3 separate regions of the Mus musculus genome follow, and all the other regions are linked to region 3. A link is a contact called in public HiChIP or PLAC-seq and promoter capture Hi-C data. All regions are on one chromosome and are shown on one strand. Each heading gives the region's core, a stretch centred on a gene start, on an enhancer-like site or on the middle of the called end of the contact. The rest is flanking DNA. Distances are from core to core; before and after follow the strand shown. Region 1 has its middle 4.3 kb from the start of Mir184. Region 2 has its middle 39 kb from the start of Rasgrf1. Region 3 holds the start of Ctsh (cathepsin H).

What was found. Promoter capture Hi-C pulls out the DNA fragments that hold promoters and counts their contacts. HiChIP or PLAC-seq counts read pairs in DNA pulled down with a chosen protein or histone mark.
Region 1: a contact with region 3 is called in a promoter capture Hi-C map of second pharyngeal arch cranial neural crest. The contact joins the enhancer-like site here to the promoter of Ctsh in region 3. A contact is called at or near these places in 16 of 39 promoter capture datasets (the 3T3-L1 cell line, 3T3-L1-derived adipocytes, the C10 cell line and 9 more), 1 of 484 Hi-C or Micro-C datasets (nephron progenitors), 2 of 115 datasets of contacts at active chromatin or transcription factors (bone marrow-derived macrophages and stem cell-derived neural progenitor cells) and 1 of 9 other capture datasets (liver).
Region 2: an H3K4me3 HiChIP or PLAC-seq map of bone marrow-derived macrophages shows a contact between it and region 3, with 2.6 times the contacts expected there. The contact joins the enhancer-like site here to the promoter of Ctsh in region 3. A contact is called at or near these places in 1 of 39 promoter capture datasets (cranial neural crest), 5 of 115 datasets of contacts at active chromatin or transcription factors (bone marrow-derived macrophages, cardiomyocytes, embryonic stem cells and 1 more) and 3 of 9 other capture datasets (adipose tissue, embryonic stem cells and liver).

The regions. Positions count from the first base shown.
Region 1 is chr9:89,804,578-89,808,767 of GRCm38.p6, forward strand. No RefSeq gene overlaps it. Among named protein-coding and RNA genes, the nearest start is that of Mir184, 4.3 kb to the left of the region's middle. Within about 2 kb of position 2,379, at least 15 of the 459 cell types and tissues checked have an H3K27ac peak or open chromatin away from gene starts, as enhancers often do. A contact at or near this core is called in second pharyngeal arch cranial neural crest, where this site is marked.
Region 2 is chr9:89,868,327-89,872,868 of GRCm38.p6, forward strand. No RefSeq gene overlaps it. Among named protein-coding and RNA genes, the nearest start is that of Rasgrf1, 39 kb to the right of the region's middle. Within about 2 kb of position 1,490, at least 54 of the 459 cell types and tissues checked have an H3K27ac peak or open chromatin away from gene starts, as enhancers often do. A contact at or near this core is called in bone marrow-derived macrophages and pancreatic cancer cells, where this site is marked.
Region 3 is chr9:90,052,692-90,057,149 of GRCm38.p6, forward strand. Ctsh (cathepsin H) reads left to right here and starts at 1,576. Exons shown (of 12, transcript NM_007801.3): 1 at 1,576-1,943. The coding sequence starts at 1,859.

The sequences.
Region 1 (4,190 bases), core at 1,129-3,628, 250 kb before region 3:
GACACACAACTGACATCATTAACAAGATAATTCCTCTATAGGCAGTGGCCTTGACACAGGACTTAACACACATCCTTAACAAATAGTCTAAAAACTATGGTGCTTTGAACCATGTTCACAATTGCCTCGGGTACACACGAGGCCAGTCATGTGAATGAGCCTTTGCCCTGGTTGCCATCCGTATGGGGGTGGGGGGGACACTAAATATGCATCTATTGCGGGCTGCTCCTTAAACAGGACCAAGAAATAATAGAGTTTCCACCCTCTGACTTGAAGGATAGAAGGTTCAATGAAAGACGCATGCAGGATTGAAGCCTCTGCACAGTGAAAAATCAAACGCAGCCCCTGGACTGGAAGAAGTTAGCGCTTTGACATGCGAGGAGTCCAGCCCGGTCAGAGATGGGAGGAACCTGACTTACAATCCAATAGGTGGTCTAAACCCACCCCCAAACCCCTATGTCAGCCTCTGAGTGAAGCTGGGTCTGGGCAGTGTTAGACCTATGGTCTAGCCTCCTTTTCTTCCAGATGAGAAAGCAGAGCGAGGGTTAACGTGTGCTCAGTTCTGAAGGATGCAGAGGATGAAGCATTTGCAGAGGAGGAAGATGGCTTCTTCTCACCAGCAGGAGTGAGGAAAGCAGTTACCTAACTAGAAGATGTCACTCTACCGGGCCACTCTCACCACCTGTCAGAGACCCAAACCGTGAGAAGAGAAAGCACAGTGGTTCACCTTTTCATCTAGGGAAACAGTTTTTCTGTCTCTTTTTGAGACTCCCACCGTTTTGTTTTGTTTTGTTTTGTTTTGTTTTTTGCCACAACCCTGGTGGAGTGTCTCTAAATACACGAAAACTCACAAGTACTCAAAACTCCAGCGCATCTTCAAAGATGGCTCCTACTTTGCCTCCATAACTGAAAGGTGATGCTAGAGCAGGTAGAAGTTCATTGCCAAGGCCACTCTTGTCACTTTGCTCCTCTGGCACACACACAAAGCTCACAGGTCAGTATCTAAAGTTGCTTAACATGTGTATTTCTTATGGCCATCCTATTGAATTCATTTTTTGTTCAATGTAATCCATCTGACAGATGCTGAAGAGACCAGGGGTGCTGTGTTCGATGTGAGGCAGAGCCATGCAGAAGTGTGGAGGTTTTACACTGGAGACAGAAAGCATTCTAGTTTGCCAATGAGTGTGTAAACGATGGTCGGCGTATAAGGCGAGACCAGTCAGGATGCCTGGGATGCTACACTCCTTAATTTGTGTCCTGCCTGGTAAGCAAAAGGTAGCTCCAAGAAAAGCCACGCTCGAGTCAACATGAATCTTGGGAACAGACAACCATGGAAAGACCGGGAAGGCAGCTGTTCTCCATGCACGGGAGATGTGCAGAGACTCAGCTCTGTGTCAGCGAGGACCTGTCTCTTCTCTTAAAATTGAGATAAGCATTCTTAGAGATAAGCAAATAAATCTCTTGGTAAAATGCCTGCCACACAAGCACAAGAGCCTGAGTTCCAGGACAGGACGGGATGCAGTCTCTAAACAAGACAGGCAGCTGATGACGCTGACATTTGACCTCTGACCTCGAAATTCATAGGTACTTGCGCACCCAAGAGCATATGAAACGCATATACCTCTACACACACACACACACACACACACACACACACACACACACACGCACACCAATTAAATAATGACACTTTGATATTCAGGTAGCATCTGCATGCCACCTGCTGAGCCCAGCCCAACCCTTCCTTCCGGGCAGCAAGGGTCATAGCAATGCAAAAAGTGTGTCCTGGAAGATAAGCGTCATCCTTCTCAGTGCAGGGGCCCTGCTGTCCATAGCCAAGGAGAGTCAGTCAGCATGGTCTCTCGGGTGTAGCTAGAGTGGTCCTATTTCTATCAGAGAGACAAAATGCATGCAGGAGCCCATCCCACGATACCCCTAGGACCCGGGTTTAGTGCATCCCTTTTGCTTGTTACTCAAATCTCTATGCCACTGAGCCTAACCCCAACACTCCTTCCAAAACTCATTCCAAGTCATTTTGGGGGGGCTAAGTGACAAAACAATGTGTTGTTATCTTCTGATTATGGCAGGGTTTGTCTTTCGACTTTTGTTCCTAAAAATACCACCAGCACATAAACAGGGTCCTATAACTAGGGAAAAGATCACTTTCACGATGGCTGGCCCCGGCCTCACCAGTCCCTTCTCATTGACTCACTCATTCTATAGTTCCAGAACTGAGTTCCCCTCCAGCCTTCCATAGATACCTTGGTGATCTTTACTAAAATGCACTCTAAATACACTAAGACCGAAGTAATAGCTGACTTAAACATTCCCACATCTGATACAAATTACTTTCCAGAAACCTGTTCATCTCAGGGTAGCACTATTCTTAATACATAATAGGAAACAGATGGAGAGGGGGTAGAAATGTTGCCCAAGGCTTCATAGCTCCTCCCAATCAGAACCTATATGCACTTCCATTTGATTTCTCTCCTTTATCCACTCTCTCGTTGCAGGAAATAGGAATTAGTATAATACTCGACTCCCGCAAACATCACAAGGTCACACATGCCATGAAACCCATTTCCTGTTCGGATTAGCCCCACACTGAAGAAGAGTTTAACCATGGAGCTAGCTTGAAGGTAAAGCAAATTAGTTAACCAGGTGCTAATCCATACCCTGCCCATCTTTCATGAACATCTTGTCCCAAAAGTGACCCTGAAGATCCCCAAGGCACTTTCTCTCTCTTTGGTATTGCCTGACTCTCCTCAGGTTATGAACTCCCAGCCTGCCAGTTCTCGGCTGGGCAGCCTGTCACATTAGCTTGTGTCTCACATAATCCTTTCCTGTCGACTGACTGCCTCCACCCAAGCCTGTCTGTTTGCCTACTCGAGAGTTCCTTCTGAGCAGTGTCAAAAATGCCCTCCGCAGGGAAAAAAAAAAATCCCAAAGCTTGCACCGTGTTTGGGACACATTAAGCTATAGAGGGGATTGAATCAGGACAGACAAAGGGACAGAAATGACCAAGCACTGAGCCTCTTACAGCAGGTGCCACTGCCTGGCCCCTGTATCCCGGGGCTCCGACTCTCAGGCTCCTCCCTGTCCTCCATCTAGCTGAGCTCAGCTCATCCCATTTAATGAGCTCAGGAATGCAACCAGTTGAGACACCCAGTGTTTGCTTTGGCATCTTTGGGCTGAGCTGTGGCCGAGGCCCTGCTCATCCACCTGCCGGATCACACAGCTCAGCCCTTGGATAGCATCCACTGGCAATGGGAGGACAACACCCAGAGCAGGGCTCAAGCCTGTTGAGTATGCTCTGAAGTATAATAAGGAGCCACTGTGGACCTGGACAAGCATCTGGGTCAGGTTGATCTCAGCCTGACTGTGCTTAACCACAAGGGCTGGAGGCATCAGAATTGAGGAAGCCGCTCCCTTCTCTGAGTACCACTAGACCCTAAGGGTCCTGAACTGTCTCTCACTGGAGTCCACATGCTAATCTGAAGTTTGATCAGAAAGCACTGGCTAAGCATGTACCTGGGCTGTGGGCTGAAACTAATGCTGTCAGACTGGAGTGTAAGGGTGTCAACAGAGGCATAGAAATGGAGCCAGAATTCTTTAACCCAACCCAGCTTATGATTTCAAACTAAGTCAAGACTTTAAGGATAAAAGAAATAGGAAGAAAAAAAATGTGACATCAGAATGGTTTTAGAAAACCTGGTGTACAACTAAATCAAGAACCTACGGACAGGGAAGCTACCTGGGTTTGGAGGCAACAGGCTACAAGATTCATAAGACTCCCAGGCAGGTGAGCAGGGGGGCTGGAGAGGCAGGTGGCAAGGGTCTGAAGAGCGGAGCGAAGAGGAATGCCCTCTTTTCTGGAAGCTTGCACTGTGCACACCTCTAAGTCCTCGGTTTAGGGACTCCCCTACTAGGGACATAAACTTTAAAGAGTTTTGTCTGTTTGTTCATTGCTGCTTCTAAAGTGCCTAAGAGCAGAAACTGCGATCGTGGAAGCTCACTCAACACTGGTGAATAAGGAATAAGTAGTAAGTAGATGCACAGCTTCCCTGCTAGAGAGCTGTGGGCTGTCAGCGAGTAGAGTTTGGTTTTGCAAATACAGAGCCTGGTGTCAACACCCTTAAAATCTGAGGAGAAACAATTAAACCTCCCTTTCTTCTTGCCCTCCGGCAAGT
Region 2 (4,542 bases), core at 240-2,739, 180 kb before region 3:
GCAGAGTGTGGCTTTTGCACTCACCTCCAGCTTCAGGAGGCGGCACTCTGACAAGCAGCCATCCCTCTCCTTGCAGGCCATTTATTTGCACATTAAAAACCAGTGGCTTCCAGCGGCTGGCTTCTGTTGACAGCATAATGACTTTTATTAAAAGGCAAAGCAGGCTCCGCTCTATTCCCTCTGTACATTATTTTCTTCTCCTTAACCCTGCTCCTCCGCCGCCGCGGCCGCACCCTCCCCTTTCCTTCTGTCTTCTCTAAGCTACACTCTGGGGGTCTTCCGACATTGTTAAAAATAATAAAATCTGGGCTACTGCTGACTGTTGCTCCTGTGTACTTACTGTCATTCAGGTGACACCATTTACCAGAACAGTGGCTTCATCATAACTGCCAAAAGCACGAACTGTGTTACACGGGGAGTGTGCACCTGCCTTATGCTCTTAAAAGAGAAGAAATCTCTCCCAAGAAAGGATGGTTTCAGGGAGGGTGAATATTTAAATACTTTAAAGTTTCAAACCTTTCTGAGGGGTTTTGGTTTTTGGTTTTGTTGTTGTTTGGGGGTGACATTGTTTCTCTTTTGTTTGTGTGTGTTTTGTTTTGTTTTGCTTTGTTTCATTTTGGTTTGCTTCCTGCTGTGAGTACTGACCATTTGCCCCTGTGCTTGCAGGTGATTTGGGCCTGTAAGCCTTTATGCTCAGAACATGGCCACACACACCTTTACCTCAGGTTCTGGGCAGTCTCAAACTTGGGTATAGACAGGCTCTGCCATTAATCCACTGTCTTGCCAACAGACAGTTGGCACTGAGTCTGTCTCAAATGTCTGTGGTCCTGGTGAGATCTGTTTTCAAATACAAGCTGCTTTCTCTAGCTCACTTGGTTGTATTTAAATCCATCAGAGAGGATTTGAACCCCTACTTGTGGAAGGGATGCCTTTGCACTGCTCTATGCCTTTCTCTTCTGTTTCGGACGGTTGGGGTTTGCGGTTCTTGATCCTGTTTTTTGCTTTGAGACAGGGTTTCAGGTATCCCAGGCTGCCCTCTAACTTGTCATGCAGTTGAGGATGTCCTGAACCTCAGGATCCTTCAGCTTTCTTGTCCACAGTGCTGGGATTATGAGTGTGATACATCACACAGATTCACCTTTGCATTTTGTCTGCTCTCCATGGATGTATCCTTCAGACAAAGGCCTCTAACTGGAGATGCTGACCCCACAAGAGGCAAGTCCCTGTTGGGAAATAGGTCCAGTGCCGTGCAATGTCTTTTCTTAAAGACAGAAAAAAACAAACAAACAAAAAACAAAAACAAAAAACACAAGGCCTTCATCAAGAGAAACTGAAATGTGAGAGTCCATGAGATGGGGGGTCGGGGGTGTGTGTGTGTGGGTTCCCCCTCAAGGAAGTCTTGGTGGAGGGAAAGCAGCTGCAACAGGCTGAATCAGAACCCTTTGAGGACCATGACTAGGCAGGAAGCTGTGAATTGCAGGGTATGACACACAAATCTTTCAAAGCTTGGGGTTGCTGCTAAAGGCCAGCCAAGGAAGCAGATCAGCCTCCCTTGCTGAGGGGCAACTGCGTGCTAGCAGGTTCATGCTCAGGAATTAGAAGGTACAGGGCATAGCTTCCTTTCATAGTCTCCCACAATCTGCTCAGAGGAGAGAGAAGGAGAGAGGTAGAGGGAAGAGAGGGAGGGAGGGAGGGAAGAGAAGGAGGAAGAAAAGAGAGGGAGGGAGGGAAAGAAGGGAAGAAGGGAAGAGAGGGAGGGGGGAAAGAGAGGGAGGGAGGGAGGAAGCCAGGGAGGGAGCCAGGGAGAGAGCAAGGAAGTGAAGGAAGAGCACTGGAGGGAAGGAGGAAGGGAGCAAGGGAGGGGGAGAGAGAGGGACAGAGGGAAGGAATAAGTAGGGAGAGATGGAAGTGGAGAGAGGGAAAAGAAGAGACAGGGAAAGAAAGGAAAAAATAACTTATGATAAACGGCAAAGAAAAGATTGGCTGTATGGTAAGCCAGGTACGGTCTGTTCAGGGAGGAATGCCCTGAGGAGTAGAAATTTGAATGACAATCAATAGTCACACATTTATAGCTTCCAGACAGGAACCAGGGATCTCCTTTGGCTGACATTTGCTTATCCTTGGATGCATGAGCCAGTACCATCTTGCAGGTAAGGAGACGAAGGCCCGAAAGAAAAAACAAACAAGCAAACAAACAAACCACCTTCCCTGTGTCAGCCTGTGCTGTCGCTTAGATCTGGAATCCCCTCATCCCAAAGTCCCCCTTGTTAAAAAGCAGGGGCACCAGGTAGATATGAGTGCTTTAACTCGGCCTTCTGAGAAAAACTCAGCGAGAGAGACTTGTAGCCATGACACACAGAGGCTTAGGCATGGCACACAGGCTGTAACACAGACATCAGTGTCTCCCAGACAGAGACAGATCCCCTGGCAACCCTAACCTGTGTGACATATGCAGCATTAGTCCCAGCTACGGGTTGTGTCTAAAACATGTGATTTTTTTTTTCTGATCCCTGAAAAAAAGCAGAGAAAAAAAAAAAAGATCCTGCAACACGACCTAGCTCAGAATGCCAGGATCTCCCCAGGCTAAGGGAGGTGGCACCCCAGCCTGGTTCTGAGTGTAGGCCCCGCCTCTTGGATGCTTGGGGAAGGGGGGCAGCTGCCTATCCCTCGCCCTCTGCTTCCCCAACACCCCCGCCCCTCTAGAACATTCACAGAAGCTCATTACAAAAGCTTTTAGCAGCACTGTTTTAAAATGTTTGGTTCTGGTGGGTGTTGGGTGAATACAATTAAAACAAAATCTCCCAGCCCAGAAACCTTTCCCCAAAGGTAAAGGAGGAGAGAGAAAAGAATTTTACTACTGAGCAAGCACCCAGCTGGACTGTGGTGCATATCAGGGAACATGATAAGCCATGACAGAGGCCAAAGCAAAGCAAGCTCAGCACATTACATCCCACATCCTCCAGGTCAACAGTAAGCAACCCTCAGTGAGAGGGTCTAACAGCAGGCTTCCTCAACATCCATCTTACATCTACTTGACAGTGTTTGATAATTAGCTCTCTCCAAGGAGAAAATGAGCTGCTGTTTGTATGAAGAGAAGGAGGATTGAGGGCCTGTGTACACTCATGTGTGTGCTTTGTGTGTGTGTGTGTGTGTGTGTGTGTGTGTGTGTGTGTGTGTGTATGTGTGTGTGCGCGCGACAAGTGTGAGCATTTACGAGCATGTATGTGCATATAGGTAACTGTGAGCACACCTGTGCTATACAACACCAGAGGACAACCTGGGATGTCCTCTCACCTTCCACCTTGTCCGATGGGGGTCTCCTTGTTGTTTTCCCACTGCATACTCTAGGCTAGCTCACCTGCCAACTTCCAGGCTTGTTTCTGCCTCCCTTTCCCTCTGCATCTCTGCAGGGAGAGCATTGGGATTCTAGACCCTCCATGCATGCTAGGCTTTATGTGGGGGTCTAGAGATTTGAACTCAGGTCTTCAAGTTTATAAGGCAGGCTTGGAGTCTGGAGAGTTGGTGGCTACCCTAGGGCACCTAGGACACTGTCTTCTCTGGTCATTACATTTCAAAGTGATGATTGATCCCCAATTCTTAAAAGGAAACTTTCCTGGGTCTATGAGCAACAGAGCTGGCAAGGGAATATTTTGGTGTTTAAAAGATTTATGTAGATTTCAAAAAAAAAAAAAAAAAGACAAGAAAAAGTCCTGTCTTCTAAAGCAAATGCTGTAAAAGAAGGGCGCCAGGAGTCCCTGGTCTCAACTGAAAGAATTAAGTTTCTCATTTTTTAATTTATATTTGCTCCTCCATGAGCATAAGGAAACTATTTTGGTGGACTTTATTTTTAAATAATCCTTTGGAAATAGAAATTATGAAATGTTTCTAAGGGAGAAAAGAGGTAAATTTTCTTGAGGGGAAGTCTCGAGGGGAAATGGAAACCACTGCTCTGGGAGATGTAAAGCCACTTTATGCAAAACGGTTTGCACATTTTTAAGTAGCTTCAAAAGTCAGCAATTGCGCAACCAACAGCAGTTGCCATGGTAGCAAAAGTTGGTGTTATTCTAATCCACTTGGCGATGATTTGGCTGGGACCGCAATTGGACGTGGGAAGCCATGTTCTTCATGTGGAGTGTGTGTGTGTGTGTGTGTGTGTGTGTTTATGTGTTTATGTAGGGGGTGCACATGCACATGTGTATATATGAGTGTAGGCCACAATATAACTTTTATGTGTTCCTCAGGTGCCATCCCTGTTTTTGGTCTTGGTTTAATATAGGGTCTCTCAGTGACCTGGAATTCTTCAACTAGGCTAAGCTGGCTGGTGAGTCCCATAATTGGTCTGCCTCAGCCTCCCCATTATTCAGATTACAAATTCTGGCTTTCTCTGCATGGGTTGTGCTGAATCAAGCTCAGGTTCCTACATAGTAAGGCAAGCACTTCTTCAAAGATTTGGTCTTTTGTATCATGGTTTAGGCAAAGAACAGGCACAGCACGCTGTGCAGAAATCAGGGTGTAAAATGTGCTTATGTGCACAGGAGACCT
Region 3 (4,458 bases), core at 326-2,825:
GACAGAGGGGAGGTTCCGGCCAGGTGGTGTTGACCCAGACAAGATAGCCCTGCTTGTACAATCAAGCTGTTCTTAGGACTGTCTTAACAACAGCCCTGTCTGTTCTGCTTTGTTCTCGGCCCCAGGCCTAGACTCATAGACAACTCTTTTACATGAATTACAAGATACAAAATCTCATTTTCTTTCAGAAACACATTGTCTTAGTCAGGGTTTCTATTCCTGCACAAACATCATGACCAAGAAGCAAGTTGGGGAGGAAAGGGTTTATTCGGCTTACACTTCCATACTGCTATTCATCACCAAGGAAGTCAGGACTGGAACTCAAGCAGGTCAGGAAGCAGGAGCTGATGCAGAGGCCATGGAGGGATGTTCCTTACTGGCTTGCTTCCCCTGGCTTGCTCAGCCTGCTCTCTTATAGAACCAAGACTACCAGCCCAGAGATGGTTCCACCCACAAGGGGCCTTTCCCCCTTGATCACTAATTGAGAAAATGCCTTACAGCTGGATCTCATGGAGGCATTTCCTCAATTGAAGCTTCTTTCTCTGTGATAACTCCAGCTGTGTCAAGTTGACACACAAAACCAGCCAGTACACACATCAAGTCAGATATCCTAAAATGGGAGCCCTTTGCACACTATCTGTCCTTGGAGCCATACTCCAGGCCTGTCAGAACCGATCAGTGTAGATTCAGTGTCCACATGTCCAGAGTATCTGAAAGACGTGCCTTTGTGTGGTGGCTTTTGGTTCGGTTTGTCTATTTGGCTATTTGGGGGGGGTGGGGGGGAGTGTGTGTGTGTGTTTATAGGAGTACTAGGCATTGAACTTATTCAAGGCTTATATGAGAGCCTTGTGCATGATGGACCATGCTCGCTGAGTTACATCCGTAGCCTCAGGGCTTCTTAAATAGAATTCTGAAAACTGGTCAAAGCCACTAGACCAGTAGTTTCAACCTCATTTTATGGTGATCCCCAAACCATTAGATTATTTTTGTTGCTATGTCATAACTGTACATTTGATACTATTATAAATTATAATATAAATATCTGTGTTTTTCGATGGTCTTAGGTGGCCCCTTTTAAAGGGTCATTTGACCCCCAGGTAGAGAACCACCTTACTATACTTAATTCTAAAAGACTTCTGGAATCTCTTCCCCCGGCACTAGAAAGACAGAATCTGACCAAAGAATCTCAGGAGAGGAAGGTCATTCTGCCTTCATCAAAATGCCATGGGCTGCCAGGAGAAACTTGTAAAGGAGGCTGAAACAGGAGGGTTACAAGTTCAAAGACAGCCTGGGCTATATGGGGACTGTAAGAAGAAAAAAAGAGCCAGGTGTGGTGGCGCACACCTTTAATCCCAGCACTTGGGAGGCAGAGGCAGGTGGATTTCTGAGTTCAAGGCCAGCCTGGTCTACAAAGTGAGTACAGAGAAACCCTGTCTCAAAAAACCAAAACAGAAGAAGAAGGAAGAAGAAGGAGGAAGGAGGAGGAAGCAACGCAAATGCCTGGAAGCAACCCAAATGCCTGTTGGGGGTGAGCAGTCCAGACAGCCCTCTGGTTAAGTCATTTCAAGCTATAGGGAAGGCCAGGGAGCTATGGTTCAAGAAACCTTCACGGAGACGGAGTTACCAGAGATGGGGACAGACAGGAAACTGGGGATTAGGCTGCGCTTCCTCCCACTTGGCAGGGACTAGCCTTCAGGGTCAGACCCTGAGAACCCTTCTTCCCAAGAGCAGGAGTGTAATGGCCACAGGGGGCAGGAGAGGAACCATCATCACCTAGGCGGAGGCCAGAGTCGCCCCACCTCCTTTCCACAGGCTGGGCTCAGAGGGCACTCGGTGGGACCGGGCAGTGAGCGCCGAGATGTGGGCTGCGCTGCCGCTGCTGTGCGCTGGGGCCTGGCTGCTGAGTACTGGGGCCACCGCCGAGCTGACCGTGAACGCCATAGGTAGGAGGGAGAAAGTGGGGCGCAGGGCTCCGAGGGCACCGGAGGGAGAACAGGGACGGGCTAGTCTCGGGGGACACGCGTCTTGCGTGATCCGAGGAACAGGCTGGCAGGTACCTAGAGTCCTTTTGGCTCAGATCTAGATACAGAAGCCTTCAGCCCCTTCTGCCGGACAGCTAAGGGCACAAAACTTTCCTGTCCCACCACGGGAGGGAGCGGGACATCCCAGCCTGTACTTTCCGTGGACTTGGCCTCCCCGGGGATCGCCCTGCCTGGGTTATTAGTCCGACTGTGCCGTGCTGGGGTGACTCCCTGCCCTGCGGAACATGGGGCACCCACAGAAGTTTTAACCCTAGCGTCTGTGGTGTGCCTGGAAAAAGCTGGCTCGGGAAAGTCGCCTCAACTCTTGGCAAAGTGCAACCGCAGGAGACTAACCAGTAAATATTTTACTGTGTACAACGTTGGTCTCTGTAGCAACTCCTAAAGGCTACAAACGAACCTTTGGAACCTGTGGAACGAACGCAGCTACGGGTAGCTGGTTCTAATAGATGTTTATTTATGGACAGTGAAAACAGAAGTTAAAGCGCGCCAGCCATTTTTAAGTGTAAAGAGCCGGTCAATCAAAGCCCCTGGCTGAGAGTAGATGGTGGTCTGGGATTTCCTAGCCCTGCTGATGGTCCTTCCGCAGGACACACAAAACTTCCTTTAAAAAAAAAAAAAAAGATTTTATTAGCATATATTAATTGTACTTAATAATAAGTTTCATTATTACATTTTCATGAGTGTTTATAATATATCCTGATATATTTCAGCCTTCATTACCCTCTATTGTTCCCCCTCCCATTTCTACTTTCTCTTACCAGCTTGTCTTTCTTTCTTTTTGGTTTTGTAACTCACTGGAACTAGGGCTTTCAGAGAGAGAGATAAATGCCACGTAGCAAATTCATATTGCTGTGCTGACTTGGGTCTCTGGGGATCTCCCGGGCAGTGTGAAGACATCCCAAACGATCCGGACTCAGACTGTATCAGCGAAATCAGTCTAGAAACTTAGTCTCTCTCTCATTTTCTCTCTCTCTCTCTCTCTCTCTCTCTCTCTCTCTTTCTCTCTCTCTCTTCTCTCCTCTTTTTCTCTTTCTCTCTCTTTCTCTCTCTCCCCCTCCCCATCCCCTTTTCTCCTCATTCCTCCCTCCCTCGTATCTTTCTGTGACCCTCTGGGCTTTATTAGGGTTATCAAAAACATGGTCACCTTACCTTACCAGCCACTACACCACTGAAGAAAATGTATCTTTCCTTCCGCGGCCAATCCCCCACCCCCACAACTATTAACTAACCTATAAATCCTCAGGCAGAGATGGGACCCTGAGAGCCCCTCCAGCCTTTTTGGGTTTCTGTTTTTAATTCATTTACTAGCCAAGGATGACCTTGAACTCCTGATCTTCTTGTCTATCCTCCAACTACTGAGATTCCAGGCATGTGTCAAGCCCTATGTAAAAACATTCATTTTAAAGAGATAGCTCAGTCTGTAAAGCCCTTAGTATAAAGGTCTGAGAGCCAGAGTCATCCCCCAAACTGTGTAAAAGCTGGTCAGACATAGCAGCTACCTGTAATCACTGTATTCAGGAGGCAACAATGGAAGGGTTTTGGGGTAAACAAGCTACCTAGACTACCTAGAATCGGTGAGCTCTGGGTTCAATTAAAGACCCCTTCCTCAGTAAAGTGGAGTGCAAGAAAGGAAAACTTGGGACATCTCTGTGAGTATACAGTGCACCATACACTGTGCGCGCGCACACACACACACACACACACACACACACACACACACTGTGCACACACATGTAAAAAAATAAATTGATGAAATGAATTTCATTTAAATCAGAGTAAACTTGGGATGGGTCTGAGGTCCTCTGTGCTTTCATCCACCAACACTGAAGAATTCTGTGGCTTTCTTCCTCTTGTTGGTTTGGAAACCACCACCACCACCACCACCTGCAAGAGGCACAAGTTAGCTATAAATCCTGCCTGCTGAGAAACCTGGTCCTCAGCTGAGATTTGTCTTCTCTGAAGGCCTCAGCCACACAGCAGGCCCTTAACCTGGGTTTGGAATCCCCTGCACCCCCCTCAGACCTTGTCTTAAGGAAATATGCTCCTCTCCCTGCCCCTCCCCCTTATGGTCCTGACTTAGTTTCTGGAGCAAGTCTGGAGCTTTTAGATAGAGATGTAGCTGTCACATAGCAATGACCTTCATATTGCTGCGTTGGCACAGACCCCTAGGAATCCCCTGGGCCAACATGGAACCATCCCAAATGATCTGGACGCAGATGGTGCCAGTGAAACCAGACTAGACCCTTTACTTCCAAACTAGCCATCTGACCAGATTACAGATGCCTGCAATTCAGCACTCAAAGGGCTAAAGCATAAAGATTGTGAATTCAAGGCTAGCCTGGGCTAGTTAGCCAGATGCTGTTCTAAACACACATTCAGAAGATACATTTCCACCCAAGTTTTACTTCTGTAGGTT